Linked DNA regions of Mus musculus: regions 2 and 3 are each linked to region 1. A link is a contact called in public promoter capture Hi-C data. All regions are on one chromosome and are shown on one strand. Each heading gives the region's core, a stretch centred on a gene start, on an enhancer-like site or on the middle of the called end of the contact. The rest is flanking DNA. Distances are from core to core; before and after follow the strand shown.

What was found. Promoter capture Hi-C pulls out the DNA fragments that hold promoters and counts their contacts.
Region 2: a promoter capture Hi-C map of pre-B cells shows a contact between it and region 1, with 9 times the contacts expected there. The contact joins the promoter of Dhx32 here to the promoter of 2310057M21Rik in region 1. A contact is called at or near these places in 4 of 39 promoter capture datasets (the C10 cell line, the HPC-7 cell line, liver and 1 more).
Region 3: a promoter capture Hi-C map of liver shows a contact between it and region 1, with 2.4 times the contacts expected there. The contact joins the enhancer-like site here to the promoter of 2310057M21Rik in region 1. A contact is called at or near these places in 3 of 39 promoter capture datasets (liver, pre-B cells and stem cell-derived epiblast-like cells), 1 of 115 datasets of contacts at active chromatin or transcription factors (astrocytes) and 1 of 9 other capture datasets (liver).

The regions. Positions count from the first base shown.
Region 1 is chr7:131,360,855-131,364,410 of GRCm38.p6, forward strand. It overlaps 2310057M21Rik (RIKEN cDNA 2310057M21 gene), which reads right to left and starts at 1,872. Exons shown (of 6, transcript NM_026655.4): 1 at 1,654-1,872; 2 at 879-1,082; 3 at 35-107. The coding sequence starts at 1,817.
Region 2 is chr7:133,775,248-133,778,803 of GRCm38.p6, forward strand. It overlaps Dhx32 (DEAH (Asp-Glu-Ala-His) box polypeptide 32), which reads right to left and starts at 1,556. Exons shown (of 12, transcript NM_133941.2): 1 at 1,355-1,556. It overlaps Fank1 (fibronectin type 3 and ankyrin repeat domains 1), which reads left to right and starts at 1,644. Exons shown (of 11, transcript NM_025850.2): 1 at 1,644-1,723. The coding sequence starts at 1,711.
Region 3 is chr7:133,749,028-133,752,583 of GRCm38.p6, forward strand. Dhx32 (DEAH (Asp-Glu-Ala-His) box polypeptide 32) reads right to left here. Exons shown (of 12, transcript NM_133941.2): 3 at 1-9. Among named protein-coding and RNA genes, the nearest start is that of Dhx32, 26 kb to the right of the region's middle. Within about 2 kb of position 1,849, at least 28 of the 459 cell types and tissues checked have an H3K27ac peak or open chromatin away from gene starts, as enhancers often do. A contact at or near this core is called in liver, where this site is marked.

The DNA of each region.
Region 1 (3,556 bases), core at 622-3,121:
TCAACCTTAAATCTTAAATTTGGTGATGACTCACCTTTATTTTACAGGCATGCGTGGGAGAATCCAATTTTAGGTATTTTTTGTATAACAAGATCTTTTCATGTTCACTAAAATAAAAGAATTCATTTTTAACAGCCATTGGTTGTAAACATTAACATATACTTAAGAACAAATGATTCGGGACACTCCTTCATCTCAGAGATTCCCTTTTCCTGGTCAGGTACAGGGAGTAATGGGCTCCTGCCTGCGCTGCACCGCGTGGAGGAGCAGTACCTACCACTTGCCAGCTATATGGGGGACTGAACGAGGGAGCACATGGCATACTTTAACGCTCTATAAACACTACTATTCTTTCCAACACAGGCAGGACCTAGAGCATGCATTATGTTCAGGACAGATCTGGGCAGAACCCTGTACAAGACTGGGGGGAAAAAAAAATCACAAACTGTCCATCTTTTAATAGGTCAGTAAATAGGCTGCCGTGACAGTCTTAGTTTGATATATCAATCACAAGGAGCCTTCTAGAAGGGAAGAGAGTCAGTTTCAGAATGTCTAATGGTTGTTAAACAGATCCTGCTGAGATACGTGAGAACAAGAATGCTTACCTGGACTGCATTCTAATAAAGCTCTTCCACTAATTACCAGTGACCCGCCAACTCACTTCCAGTTAACTAGCCCGAAATCTCCATATTTTTAAGCTTGCTCATCAACCCTGCCGTTGGAAGGCTTAGTGGTCTAACCTATGTCTATTGGCATGTTTTTAACTTCTCTTCCCTAATGACTCCTGTCCTGTCAGTCTCAGAAAATCCACAAACATTACGAGCTGAGAATAAAGACACTGATTCATATGAACACTTTCATCTAGACAAGTCACAAACCTGTCATCCAGGACAGTGCAGGCAGTCTTGCCTCGACTGGTTCCACAATACTCCTCTCCTAAGTATACTTCCATGTTTCTTGCTGAACTCAGAACGCCAACCGAAAGGATTTCTTCACCCCCATTAGGGCCACAGTTCAGGTAAATGAAGCAGGGGTTTTCATCTCGGGGGCTCAGGCTGCTTTTCAGACTAACCGGATCCTGGCTGAGAAGAAAATTGAAAAAAAAAAATCACAGAGATAAGTTTTCCGAGTAGAAGCATAACCCATTAATCCTTTCAAACTCACCTCTACTTGCCATGAGAACCAAGAACCTTCCCCATCACCCACAGATACTTCTCACAGAATTAATAAGGAACAGAGGTTTGAGGCGTCAGGGCATTCATTCCCGTCCACTTTTCCTAGACCGTGGACAGCCTATTCAACTATCTAATTCATTCGCAGTCAATTAAAAGCGTTTACTGAATGTTAAAACAACCATGTGTCTTTTTCCAAGACGCCGTGGTTCTTGTTCCCCCCAAATAGAAGACTGGGGGCGTTCGCGGGTGGGGGGCGAGGAGGATTGTAACAGGAGGGCATCTTGAACACGAGTTTCCCGGCCTCTCCGGCCCAGCGCGCACCCTTTGCCCGCAGCCTCGCCCACCTCCAGGCACCACCGCTCTCCCCCATGCCGTCCCCGCGGCCTCGCTCGGCTCCCTCGCCCGTCTCGGCTCCCGTCCTCCTCCCGGCTCCTCAGCAGCGTGACTGTCACCCGACCCCGGCCCTGGCCCGGCGCACCTCGGAGCTGGCGGCTCCAGTAGCTGCTCGAAGTCCAAGTCTTGGGCACGTGGCCCAGTCCGGGTAAGAAAAAGGCTTTGGGTCAGCGCCCCGCACGCCGCATCCCAGGACGAGGTCAGCGTCGGGCCGCGGTCCAGTCCCGCGTCTTCGATCGCGGTCTCCATTCTGTCTCCTCCAACCCAGGCGGCGTCGGAACCTCTCTCGCAGAGCTTGCGTTTCCTTCAGTGCCCAGGGGAGGTGAAGGTTCAGCACAACTTCCGGTTCTTCCCCCGACCCCACCCCATCCCACTCCAACCCTTCCCATCCCGGGACCCAACCACCACACGTGCGCATGCGTGTTCGTCTCCCTTCCAGAAGTTGGTTTAAAATCTCCGCGGAAAAGAGCCAGGGGTTGGCTCGTGCGCGGAATTCCTCCGCTCCTGGGGCAGGTGCCGCGCGCATGCGCAGTGCTCTGCGCGCGGGAACCCAGGGGTTTATTTCCACGTTGGCAAAGCAGCGACGCTTTAGGGTGGGAGGTGGGGTGGCGCCTGGGCGGTGTCGGCACCCTGAGGGTGGTACCAAAGCAGATAGGTGCGGTCTCCTTGGCTCAAGCAGCCTGTAAAGCCAGCTCCCAATCCGAGGTCCTCGGAAGAGGACTCCGGGGACCCTTCCTGCGCCAGCCCGTGGAGTGAAGGCCATGCAGGCTGCTTTTGAAGCAGTGCGACCACGGCTGATCGCGTTGTTTCACTGCTCAGGTCACCTCCGTGGGCTGTAGAGTGGAGCGCGGCGCTTAGCATTGCAGAATAATGCTGAGTGGCCGAAGGCACTAAACACTGAACCCACTAAGACCCGGCTTCCGAGCCTCAGGAACCCGGTGGAGCGTGCTTGCACGTCCTAAATGACAGAATTCTCAAGGTTAAAAATGTCCAAGAGGCTCAAAGCTGCGACTTAAGGTTTCTCACTCATAACCTTGACAAAAACTGGCAATGGGCCTTGGTCCCTTCAGAAGTACATTGTACGGTCAAACTTTCTGTGGTGACAAGTGGGACTTGAAACTTTATACTCATTGGAAAGAAAGCTAGGTATCGGCTGTCGTTCCACCCCATACCCACCCCCATTATCTTCCTGAAGTGGGTTGTGTAGATAATTTAAACATCTATTGAGGCGAGGGGAGAAATTTGTTTACAGAAATGTGGAGTACCTGAATTTTAAAGTTGTGCTTGAGGCCTTATATATAATTTCTGGGGAAGTTTTGTTCAGCCATAACCTAGTTTTGTCCCAGAACTTTTTGTTCATCGCTCAGAAAAAACGTTTTGCTTTAATTTTCATTTTAGTCTGTATGTGTACCCCTGTTCAAAAAACGTGTTTATGTCATCAAGAAAAAGATGATTGAATTCTATAGACAGTCACCAGAGTGTATGTATAATGTGTTCATCAAGTTTGAAAGAGAAATCAGAGATTCAGTATAAACAAAATCTAGAAACAGTAACCTTTAATTCTAAAAGGCTCAATTTATATTTTTAAAAGAAATTCCCCACATTCTAAGTGGTCATCATTCTTGTTCTGTTTAGTATGGGGAGCCCCCTCAGAGTGCACAACCAATTGAAAGTCTTTATTCTAGGTATAGCCCCTGAGTGTCCAGAACATGGGATTTTAAGAGACCTTAAAGCGAAGGCATCTCCCTTGGCTGCTGCATCAGAGCACTACGGAGTAAGCAGTTTTAACAGAAGCTAAGATGAGCTGTTAGCCAGCCACCAAGGAGGGTTCTGAACAAATGAGCAACTTAGAAGAACAGTTAGCTGGAGGAGGTTCCGCACAAACAAGCAGTTTCAACAAAGGCTAAGATACGTTATCTTGGCCATTCTGACCTTTGGTTCCTAGAGTGGAGTTGAGTAGTTTTCCATAGGATTCTCCAGCTCAAGGA
Region 2 (3,556 bases), core at 306-2,805, 2.4 Mb after region 1:
ATTTCCATCACAGAATAGATGCTTCTTGGATTCAACTAAGCTTTGAATGACTCCCTGGGGAAAGTAATTCTCCCCTGAGTCCTTGACAGCCACGCGGTAGAAATCTCTCTACTGGCAAAGATGAGTAATCACTTATATGACCCCAATAGAGCTGGCTGGGCCTTCCATTTTTCTCTAGTCCTGTCTATGGCAGCAGTAGGGGTTGATGGAAGGCCTTTAATGTCCAGCGCTGACCGGTAAATCAATCCTACAATTTCCTCTGTTTCTCCGCACTTCCTCATCCCTTTCTTATCTCTTCTCCATTTTTCTTCCTTCCTCTGCTTCCCCCTCTTCTCTCCTTAACCCATGACACTCTCTGAGGTGGTTTGAAAATTCTACACCATACCAGATAAAAATTCCTAGTGGGTTTTTCCCCCCTTCACACCTTTCTTAAAGGAAAACCTGGATCCTGGTCTTTGAAACCAGTATCCTACACAATTTGGCTGACTCAGTGACCCCCCTCTCCCCCCAAAAAAAATCAACAGGAAAAATGAGTATTGTAACACAAACACAAACACACACACACACACACACACACACACACACCAAACTAAACCAATTTCCAAGATCCCACAAGGGGCCCACAGCCTGAAATATGATAGGTGACAGTGGGGATGATAGACAGAGCAGGACTAGGGGAGGAACTGCCCGTAGTCTCAGTAGACAGCCTTGGCCTACTATAGAGGCAGGAGCAGCTTTCACACCCTCACCTAGGCAAACGGATTCGAACACCCCTCTCTGAAACATGTGGTGCAAAGAACGAGTCCTCCAGGAGGAGCTGAGAGCACCCATACTCGGAGTCTTAGGGTCATCCTAGCCTTGACCTGGGACAACATCCCGGTATAGGGTACCCACCCTGGAAAAGAGCTGCCACGCGCAAAGGCCGAGTCCGGACCATGACTTGGGGCAACATCCTGAAGCAATAGCCCTTCACTCTGGAGAATGGGTACTGGCAGGCAAAAGCTGGGTCCTCCAGCAGGAACAGGGTCTATCTCGACTCTCACCCGGGCATCTCCGGGTTCATCCGGACCCTGACCTGGACGGACGCCAGATGCAGGGGTAACCCTGACTCTAGCTTGGGGTTACGGCGGTGCAAAGACCGAGTCATCCGGCTGGAGCAGGGTTTGTTCTGACTCTCACTGGGGCGTCTCAGGTCATCCTAGACTTAACCCACCAGGGTCCAGAAGATCTCAGGCCGGAGCTCCGGTTCTCCTTCCGGAGCTGGGGGCGCCCTCGCCCTCAGCTGTGCCTGGTCGGGCGGGGCCGCAACAGGTGCGCGGCCTCCCTGCTTCCCCGCCGCCTGCCCTGCCGTTACCTGCAGCGGCGGCCGCCGAGGCCTCCCAGAGCCTGGGCGGGAGCTTCCCGAGCCCGGCCGACGTTCGCGTGGTCCCTAGAGGAGCTGACAGAGCGTTCCCGAGCTCGGGGCGCGGCTCTGCTGAAGCCGCCGCGCTCCCGGGTCGCGACCCCCCTGCGCCACTCCCGCCCGTGCGCTGCTCTGCGTTTCCACGTCACTTTTTGGTCCCTCCCTCTCGCCGTCCGCCGGGCCCCGCCCGCCCGCTCGCCTGCCCATCCCCGGTTGTCAGGGCAACCCGAGCGACGCCAGACGAAGACAGGCGTTAGGAGGGCGGCGCCGCCAGGGCTGGGCCCGAGGGCCCCCGGGAGCAGCTGACCATGGAGCCCCACAGTAAGCGGCGGGCTAGGGCCTGGGGTGCGAGCAGAGACCGAGCTAGCCGGGCCAGGTCTCGAACCCTCGGCTAAATGATCCACAGATTCCACAGAGCACGGCTGATGCCCTCACTAGCAATGGGCTTACGAATGGTTAATAGTGCTTCCAGTGTCTTAGTGAACCTCCATGGAGCCTGGGCCTTGAATTTATGTGTTCTTGCCTCTCTTCGATCTTATCCCTAAAGTCTGTGGTATATATAATTCATGTGCTTCCGCCCAGCATAAGATACATAACAAAAGTTTCTCATTCCTGTTTGTCTTAAATTTTCCGTTCTTTGTTATTGACTATTCGTGCGGATGCATGTGTTTGTGCACACGTGTGCAGGTGTCACACAGGTGCACATGCAAGTGTGCCACATTTGTGTGGAACCCAGAGGGGACATTCTGGTGTCTTTTCTTGCCATCCACCTTGGTTTTAAATTTTTATTTTATTTTATTTAATGTGTACAGATGTTTTGCCTGCATGTATATGTCTCTGCACCACTCATGTGCCTTGTGCCTCTACAGAGACCAGAAGAGAGAACCCAATCCCCTTGAACTATAATAAAAGCAGGCTGTGAGTAGGCTTGTGGGTGCTGGGTCCTTTGGAAGAGCAGTCAGTGTTCATGATATTTGAACCACATCTTCAGGCTCCCACCTTGGTTTTCAAGACAGGGTGTCCCACTGACCTAGAGCTCTAGTGAACTAGGCTAGGCAAACCGGCTAGCAGAACCCCAGAGGTGATCCTGTCTCCAGCTCTCTAGGGCTGAATCTACAAATCACACCACCACACTTGATATTTTATGGAGGTTCTGGGCATCAAACTTGGCTCTTTTACTTTCTGCAAGCATTGTTTGCGCGAAGTCATCTCATTAGCCCTGGTTTTTGTTTTGTTTTTAAAAATACTCTTAAGTTTGAGTTTGTCTCCTGCAGCCCAGGCTGACCTTGAGTTTAGGGCAAACTTCGTGACCTAGCCTCCTGAACCAGTGGCTCAGAATCTTCATGGCTCCACATTCTGAAAGTGCTGGGGCTACAGTGCTGTTTTTCATTTTGTTTTGATTGAAACAGAATCTCACTATCTCTCTGGCTAGCTTGGAACTCACTGTTTAAAGACCAGGCTGGCTTCAAATCCACAGGTCCACCTGCCTCTGTTTATGAAGTGCTAAGATTAAAGGCATGGGCTACCACGATGGGCTACAAAGTTGTGTATGATAGATGGCTGAAGATGTGTGCTTTAGAGTTGCTAGAACTGAGGTACCCTGGAACTCACCTCTCTGTCCACTGTTTTTCCCAACCTTTCCAGGGACTTTGTCCTAGGCTCCTTCCCTCCTCCCCACCCATGCTGTTTTATTGCCTCCTTTGTTCTTAAAACAAATACACTGTTTGACTTAGAGACTCCAAAGAGCTCAAACCTTGATAAGATTCAGTTTGATGCTAAAAAATAAATCAAATTGTCTTTTTTTGCATAGTTTCAAACATAAAATACTTAGACCAAATCCCATGTTCCTTAAGGGAAACACACACACACACACACACACACACACACACACACACACACACTCATTTCATAATAACAAGAAAATTTAAAGGCTTCCTCCCTTTTAACTTGCTGAATATAAAGCCTACAGGTTGGGAGTTACAGTTGCTTGGATTGGTAGGATTTTTATACAACATCTATCATTTGTGTTTAAAAGTCAAAGGATTGTACACTTTATCCAACCTGCTGGGAAAAAAATGAATATACAGCAATGTTAGGGATTTACTCTCATTCCAAACCGATGCCAGGCTGTGTGTGATCTTTTCCTAGAGAAAG
Region 3 (3,556 bases), core at 599-3,098, 2.4 Mb after region 1:
CTGAGGAACCTTTGACAGGGAAAAAGGACACAGGATCAGCCCTTGCTAGGAAAGACAGACAAGCTCAAAACACGGAGGAGTAGCTCTTTCTCGTGGCTGGCTTCATGTTCTCTAAGATCTTTTTCTTTCACCAACCCAGCAGATGGTGCCAGGAACAGCATTAATCCTTACTTAGTAGAGCGCTGAGCAATAGAGACGATGATTTTAATCACTAATAAATGAAGTTAAGAGCATACAGGTATCATCATAAAATGGAAACCATCAAGTTTTGACTTTGACTCACAGATTTTAGAAAGGCAGTTAAGGACATGAAAAAAGTGAAACCTATGCCTCTTAAAATTGTTTAGATTTGTTTATGTGGGTATGTTGCTCATGTCTGTGCACCATATGCATGCAGCGCCCTCAGAGGACAGGAAGGAGTTGGATCTCTGAGAACTAGAGACATCTATGGTATAGAACCCAGGCCCTCTCCAGTGCAGTAAGCGCTCTTATCTGATGAGCAGTCCCTAAGTTCCAACCTATGCCAGTTTTGAGAGACTCATGTAGTCACAAATTATTTTTCCTAGTAATAAGAAGGCCCCATCAAAACTACAATGTTGTATGAGTTATTATGTTTTAAAGAATGTAATATTAAATAGCATTTAAATACAAAATAACAACCCAAAATTAAAGCATTTAAATTCATGCAATTATAACAATACCCAAATTAGCCTGCTTAACATGGCTCTACTAATGAAAGCTAAAATATTTTGCCAATTTATTATCTGGATGTAATTAAAAATTAACCTGGTGAGACAAGCAACTTATCTAGAGTCAATTTCAAGCAAAGCTGCCCTTCAGCCATTTTATTTTTGAAATCCTTTTATGTAAAATGTGTTATACAGCTGGAGAGATGGCCCAGTAGTTAAAAGCACTGGCTGCTCTTCCAGAGGCCCTGGGTTTGATTCCCAGAGTGGTTCACAGCTGTCCGTAGTTCTCGTTCCAGCTCCAGGAGAATCTAGTACCCTCCTCTGACTTCTGTGGGCACCAGACATACATGTGGTGCAGAAACATCCACACAGGCAACACCTCCCTCATACAGGCACACCACACACACACAGAACACTACACACACACACACACACACACACACACACACACACACACACACACTAATAATAATAATAATAATAATAATAAATAGGGGCTGGTGAAGAGCACTAACTGTTCATCCAGAGTTAACCAAGCAAAACAATGTCATACTTTTCCAGAAATATTTGAAATTTCTATGATCCTAAATAGTCTATCTTGAATTGTTTCAAAATCACTGGCCTAAATAGAAATTCACATAAAATTCTGTTTCCTTCGTTCCTTGGGGTAATGGTTAAAACCTTCATGGACACCCTGATAGGACTTAAAAATCTCCCCAGGGCATGTCTGTGAGGGTATTCCAGGAAGGCTTGGTGGAGGGAAGACTCAAGTGTGTGTAGAATATCATGCTATAGACTGGAGTCCTAAACTGAATACAAAGAAAAAGGGGGGCCAGGTGCCCTTCATTCCACGGGTGGCATGCATGCTGTGCTGCATGAGGACATGGGAGACATGCATGCCGTGCTGCATGAAGACATGGGAGACATGCATGCTGTGCTGTATGAGGACCTGCGTTCATGTCCAGCACTGATATGAAAAAAGACCCCTCTCTAATCCCAGCTCTGGAGGCAGAGGCAGGCAGGTCCCAGGGCTCACCGGCCTGTCTGAATCAGCAAGCTCCAGGTGACTGGGAAAGGTCAGTCCACAGGGCAGATAGAACATTCAGTGGAGGAGGGAACACATGCTTGCTTCGCTCAGAGTGCAGATGTTTACTTAGCAACCAAATTCACAGCCCAGCAAAAACCACAGCTAATTACAGAGCCTGGAAGACGTGACCATTACATGTGGATAATAACAGTCAGCCTTGAAACTGCAGGCTGCAATGTTCTCTCTCTGAACAAAAAAGGGAGGAGTTCCTGTGTTAGAATGCCTACCCGCATGGCCTCATTATTCTAGGCTAGCAGTTCTCAATGTGTGAAGGTTATAATTCCTTTGGGGGGGGAGCGTGTCAAACAACCCTTTCACAGGGGTCATCTAGGATTGTAGGAAAACATAGATATTATGATTCATAACAGCAGCAAAATTACAGTTGCAAAGTAGTAAAATAATTTTATGATCGGGTCACCACAACACGAGGAACTGTATTAAAGTGTCACAGCATTGGGAAGGTTGAGAACCACTCTTCTATGCAAACCAGGGGCCATTCTGGTCAATCCCTGACAAATGTCAGGTACTGCTGAAAAGAGGAGGAGTCAGGCTGGAGAGGTACTCAGTGGTTAAGAGCTCTTCCAGTCCTTCCAAATCCTGAGTTCACTTCTCAGCACCCACGTGGTGGCTCACGACCATCTGTAGTAGAATCTGATTCCCTCTTCTGGTGTGCATGAAAACAGAGCGCACACACACACACAATAATAATAAATACATCTTAAAAGCCAATAAAATATTTAAAATATTAAAACAAAAGTCAGAAAAAGCAAGAAGTCTGACCATTTCATAACATCATGGGACAGAGGAGCACTTTCCAAGAGAGCTTGGCACTCTGAACCTCTGCCTACTGCTTGATTGAACACTCCCCCAGCAATCTTCAATGTGGCTTTTCAGAATCCCCAAAGGACCCTTACTCTGGCTGTCTCACAGTCACCTGCTGGACAGAGCTCTCAGTCCTGCACTTTCTCTTTGGAAGTTCTTTCCCCACCAGAATGTCCTACTTAGGGCAGACTAGGTAGCATTACTACCTAGTAATTACAGCATTGCTGACTGATGCTCTCTCCCAGTACAAATTCAGGAGCTGAAACAGAAGGATTCCAGTTCCCATGCTTGACAGCATAGCACATACAAGAAAGCAGGCTGTGGGATTCTGGGAGACTTAGGTCAGCTGCTCAGATCTCTCATAAGAATCCACTAGCCAGATACAGTTCAGAACTCAGAGCAGCAGCATTGTGAATTGCCTCGTCGTAGCCAATCTGGCAAGACAACTTCCACAACAGCAGTGCTGGTGTGGGAGCTGTCTTGTCCTTTCTGTCAACTGCTACAGACAGCTTATGCCCATCAACACTGGAAAAAGAAGCAAGAAGCCCCCTGTGAGAGAAAATGAGCACTACTCCATGGAACTCTTCCTGGCCTCCAGACCCCCACGCCCTTGCTGATATCTCTGGCCTGTGTAGGCACATCCCCTTTCATGTCTTCTAGAATCCCAAGGACATCAATCCTGCAGAGCAGCAATCTCTTCCATACCAAGATATCCACAGATTTCGCCCCGACCCCCAAAGGAGTCCTAAGAATTAGCAATCCACCCAAAGATGGGAGTCTATCCACATGATCCCTGCAGAGGGGCCATGGAGTTGACTCCCAAGGCACCTCCCTCTGCCTGATGTCAAGTCAGAATACTTCACCATGGACGAGTCATACAAATCCCGCATGTTTGGCTTTGGGTATACATAGGTCAAGTCTATCAGCACAGAATGGCGGATAAGGATGCCCGGCCAAG